Regions from separate parts of the Columba livia genome. Here region 1 is linked to region 2. A link is a contact called in public Hi-C data. All regions are on one chromosome and are shown on one strand. The core of a region is the stretch at or near the end of the contact, and the rest is flanking DNA. Distances in the headings are between cores, read along the strand shown.

What was found. A called contact is a pair of places that touch in the nucleus more often than the background predicts.
Region 1: a Hi-C map of crop shows a contact between it and region 2, with 2.8 times the contacts expected there. The contact joins the enhancer-like site here to the promoter of IPO13 in region 2. A contact is called at or near these places in 2 of 2 Hi-C or Micro-C datasets (crop and liver).

The regions. Positions count from the first base shown.
Region 1 is chr8:4,815,235-4,817,934 of bColLiv1.pat.W.v2, forward strand. The region is part of intron 5 of ST3GAL3 (ST3 beta-galactoside alpha-2,3-sialyltransferase 3); the gene reads right to left. Among named protein-coding and RNA genes, the nearest start is that of ST3GAL3, 59 kb to the right of the region's middle. Within about 2 kb of position 1,432, at least 2 of the 3 cell types and tissues checked have an H3K27ac peak away from gene starts, as active enhancers do.
Region 2 is chr8:4,678,189-4,680,888 of bColLiv1.pat.W.v2, forward strand. It overlaps IPO13 (importin 13), which reads right to left and starts at 1,319. Exons shown (of 19, transcript XR_010474217.1): 1 at 1,005-1,319. It overlaps ARTN (artemin), which reads right to left. Exons shown (of 4, transcript XM_065071620.1): 4 at 1,560-2,700. The coding sequence ends at 2,481.

The DNA.
Region 1 (2,700 bases), core at 182-2,681, 140 kb after region 2:
CTCTTCCCTGCCTTGATGACCTATTACACATTCTTAAAGTTTATGTACGGCATTCTTAGCACACACAGACAGCAAAGCTTTGATGCATCTGGTCATGTTACAGCAATTCAGAAGACAAATTTAGAGGCAGATTGAGTAAAGTAAGCTGTCTCTTACCATACACCCCATTTAAAAAGCTTTGTCACAGCCAGCTATAGAAAAATATAAACGAGGAGCTGACAACTACGCTGTGTCAGGTACCATAGCAATAGTGTTCTTCAGAGTAAGTGACATGCTTCAGAGGCAAGCTTCATAAACAGTGTAACGTTCACATGCTGGAATAAACTTGATTTCCATTCCACCCTCAGATAAGGATTCCCTAAAAAATCTCCACGGGGAAACAAAAGGGAAGATGATTGCTCTTTGGAGGATGAACAGCGCTGGCCTGCAAGAAGGGATCTATGTCAAGCCAGGCAAGCGCAGAAGAGTTGACACTTTGGTGATCACATACAGGCCTTTGGGATTTCCAACTCTTGCATCAGTTTAAAAACAAACTCACAAGTGTTTTGGTTCAGGACAGGCAGCGGCATATCACCTGTTTCCACAAAGTGGTACTTTGTTCATTATGACGGACAGCAAGAATAGAATGACAAACGCTGGTGTTTTAACATAAATCCATATCAAAACTCACGATGCCACAGAACATCTATTCCTTGCAGTAAACAGTATTAGAATTACATGAGACCAACTTCTTTAATGGTCTTGACAGAGAATTTCTAACCACTTCGACTGAAGTTTTGGGTATGACCTACACTTAGATAACCAAATCCATTCAATTTCATTCAATATCCAACCTAGGAAAACAAACAAACATTTATTTAGGTTAATGCTACTGTAGTAAAGAGTTACAAAGTAAGTGTTCCACATTACAGATATGGAGGGAAAAAGACCTAAACCTTTTCTTCATAAGTTTCCCAGTTTTCATACAACTAGTAAGAACTGGTAAAAGCAACACAAAATGTGCAAACCAAGACCTAAGAGGAACGTATCAAGAAAGAAGTCGGTCTCACACACACCAGGCACCTTTATGGAGATCCACTTGAAGAACAGGCCCATCTAACAGCAACAACAAAGTGTCTATGCACACTAATTGGAACTACATGTATTACTTTATTTTTTCGTGGAAACCTGTATTTGCCATTATGTTATTGTGCTCAGAATCAAAAATGGGCTGAAAAGCCTGTGAGTCATTCCTTTTTACTTTTAAAATATTTGCACATCAACTTTCTGCCAAGAATATGGAGAACCCCTAGTGTTTGAAGATTTATTCCTAGTCTCCAGCAGTCCAAAAAGTCCTCAGCTACTTCTTCAGAAACTCTTGCAAGAATGTTATCCAGCCATCCCAATTCTAAAGCACATAAACTTAGGTATCTACTGCTTTAATTTTTGTTGTTGATACTAAGGAAAGCACTTTTTTGTCTCATCCAAACAGAACAAAACTCCATGTATTTACTGCACACTTCTACCTCTTCTATTAATACATTATCACTGTTTTCCCTTACACTCTCAGTAAAACTTTTTTTCCATGAACATTTCTTTCTTATGAAACTGAGCTTGTTGGGGCAAACAGTATAAAACTGCTCCAAACAATACCCAGCCATTCATATTTTTTGCTTTACATTCTTTTCCCACATGGTTTGGTTCATAATTACTTCCAGCTTCAGGAAACTGGCCCTTTCAAAAGCACCAAACACAAGGTTTTTTCACTTGGTTTGCACTTAACAAATCAAGTAATCAATCAGTTCTATCTAAGTAGCCAGTAATTCTGATGTGTACAGTCTTTATCTACCTCATCGACCAAGTGTAACACAGGAATCCTAAAGTTAGATAACAGAGTCATGTGAGAAATCCTTATGAGAATTCCAAAGGATCAAAATCAAGGGGAAAAAAAGAACTAAGATGAGCAAAACAAAGAAACAGGGATGGCCATTACATCCCACCCAAATGTGGGAGGTTTGATGAATGAACAACAAACAGACCGGTAATTGAATCACTGTGAATAGCCAGGGTTCATTTTCTTAGATATTTGAAGTTCTCAAACAATTAGTACACAATGGCAGAGATTAGGTGGAAGGATGAGAATTGGAAGTCAAATAAAAATCGGAAATTAAAGAGAAATAAATAACCAACCGCCAGGAAAACCCCGATGTTGTGAAGTACGCTAAGCCTTGAAATAATCTTTCAGATAAAGCACCAGGATGCTCTTGCTTGTGACGGTCGGAATTACCCCGTGTAGCCCGTGAGACACACGCTCACTCTTGCCGAGGCAGGACAGGAGATCATCGGGACTTCTCACTTCTCCTTTTTCCCCTCTCAGGATTGCAGAAATACAAAAAGACAAATGTGGAGGGAAAGGGGGCACAAAGAAATCCCCCAGCAGCAGGCGCGAGGCAAGTCCAGCATTCCGACACGTTTATTGCTTATTTTTACAGTGCTTAGTGGCTAAGTACCACACATAGACACAGTCCGTTTCAAAGCAACCTCCCACACTAGAAACAAAATGAGGGGAAGGGGCTCTGTTTCAGTTCTTCATTATTAAAGCTCTGAAGTAAAGCAAATTCAACAAACAGAAGTAACCCAATCTGTGTGTTTCCCCAGCCCAAACTCCCTCCATTTTTACGGTCTTTTCAAAGTCTAGATCAAGTTTCATATGAGTTTGCA
Region 2 (2,700 bases), core at 69-2,568:
CGTGCCCACCAGCACGCCCGTGGCCATCGTTTGGCAAGGAACTCGGTCTATTCTTAATCGAGGAAAAATGAGGACACTGGGATTCCCACGAGCTGTCTGGGGACTGAGCTATGGATTGACAGGCTGTCAATCTCCAGGTGGCTGTCTGGTGAGTGGAAGGGAGAAGCTCTCTTGCTCTTTGCCCTTCAGGGATGCATCCTCTGCTGCCCTGCCCCCATCACCTCCAAGATGGCCCAAGGGAAGGGTTCTGCTCAGCTGCCTCCCCGAGTGTTTACTGGGGTGCCTTGCTCAGTCTCCGTGATGAACCCCAGGTCAGGCAGAGGCTGCTCAGAGCTCTTCCCAGCAGCAGTGTTGTGCCAGCAGGCCTTGATTTGCCATGGCCATTCCCTGGATCCCAGGTTTCAGCAATGACAACCTTGCTCCTCTTGCCCTGCAGTTGCTTAGAAGCATCAGCAGGAGCATGGGGGCTGGATCAGTCCAGGTTTAGAAAGGCATCACCAGGCCACCCGTCCTCCAAACGCTTTTCCCAACTGTAATTCCCGACAATTCCCAGCACCTGGCGAGAGCCCGGGTGCCCTCCCGTCCCTGCTTGACGGAGAAACTGATCGTGTCGAGGGCAGCCAGGACTAGAGCAGTAGACTCTGCCTGCCTGGCGCTGCAGCACGGCGACCCAGAGGACGCCCGCCGGAGACACATCTCCCTTCTGCTCCCATTTCTGCCACATCATTTACTCTCCCCGGGATGACCCGGTGCACAGAAGCGGCGCCACCTCCCGCACCGGACCCCCCTGGGCGCGCAGGCGGGTCCCTGCTGCCCCCGCTGCCGGCAGGGCGAGGGGGTTGCCGCCCCGCCGCCCTTCCCTGGGCCCGACACTGCCGAGCAGGTGCCCTCCCCCGAGCCGCAGCTCCCGCACCTCCGCGGCAGCATCAGCATCCCGCAGCCGCGTCCCCCCGCCCCGCCACCGCCGCGGGTGGGCTGGGGGGAGCTCGGCGCGGCTGTCTCACCTTCTCCACGTTCTCCACGGTGAAGTCGAGGCCCTGCGGCGGCGGCGGCGCCTCCGCCCTCCGCTCCATGGCTGCGGCGGCGCTCAGGAGGCGGTGGCGGGCGGGCGACAGCGGCGGCGCACGGGCAGCCGCATCGCGGCGGGACCCGCCTCCCCGCCCCGACGAGGGCGGCGGCACCGGGGCGGCACAGCTCGGCTCGGCGCGGCGGGCAGCGGCGGTCGGGTCGGGACGCGCCCCGGGGACGCCCCGAGAGGCACTGCTGCCCCGCTCCGCTCCGGCAGCGCCTCGCCCCGCTGCCCCGCAGGCGCGGACGGGCAGCCCGGGACCTGCCGCAGCGCCGCGCCGCACGCCGGGAGCGGTAGTCCCGGTAGTCCCGGGCCACGAGCGTCCCCTGCCGGGCACCGGCACCGAGCTCCGCCCCTGCTCCCCACGCGTGGGACGGGCGGTGCCGACAGGAGCCCCGCTCAGGACCCTCCCAATCCCAGCCCACGGGTGTCAAACACACCGGGCGCCCCCGTCGTCCCCCCATCACGGGCACACACAGGGGTTGGACTCGCAGCCCATCACTTTATTGCTACAGGAAAAGGCGACTGTACAAAAATAGAGTTTATCCCTCAAATTTTACAAATAATAGAAAAAGGGGCTGGGGGCACGGGGCACCGGGGGACGGGGCGCTGCCCAGGGCTTCACAGCAGCGCTGGGGTTAAATTACACCCGGCCCCCGGGGGCCCAAAGTCATAAATAGGAGCTGCCGCTCGAGAACAATAAATAAATAATTTAGAGTAAAATAAATAGTTTAGTGCCGCAGCACCATGGGGGCAGCAGAGGGACCCTGCCAATTCCTGGGAGCAAGGCAGGGGTCCCGGCAGGGGTCCCAGCAGGTGCCCATGCCCTGCTACCCTGCTGAGCACTTGGGGCTGCTGCCAGTTGAGTGCAGGTCCCCTACCCTGCACTGGTGTGGTTTGGCCCTGCTGCACTCGTCTTCAGGGACACCCCCTCCCTGCACGGCAGCTCTGGCCACCACCAGCTCCAGGGTGCCCGAGGGGACAGGGAGGTTTTTTCCCCTCTTTCTGTCCTACTCCAAAGCTTGGGCAACAGCCCCAGCTCCCCTAAAGCAGGGGTGTGGGAGCAGGGCATGGACAAGCCAGGCGCTGCTGGTGGACACTGGGCTGGCAGACACCTGCAAGCAATGGGGATGCTCCGTGTCCCCTCCAGCTCTTCTTCCAGTGCTGAGCTGGGGTGCACCCTGGCAGGACCCTGCATAGCCAATGGCACCAGCTTCTTGGCACAGAGCGGGAAGAGGCTTGGCCACCCACCCCCTGTCATGGCTCCATCTCGCCTCGGTCCCTCGTGGCTACACAAAACCAGGGACATTCTCCTCCACCAGACCCCTCCTCTGAGCACTGGCACCACTGTGTGTGGCAAGCCAGGGTCTGCCAGTGTGTGTCGAGCCACGGCCAAGCCAGCAGCCCCTTCTCAGCCAATGCAGCTGCACTCCGCTGCTGAGAGCTTCTCAACTGTCTGCCATGTGTTCTGCACGTCCATGAAGGAGACGGCCTCATAGCGGGTGGGCCGGCAGCAGGGGTGGCTGAGGACCCGCTCCTGCGGCCCTGGGGTGATGAGCTGCTGCCGCAGCAGGCTGCCCAGTGTCAGGTCATAGTTGCTCCGTGCCCGGTGGCAGGATCCACTGCAGTAC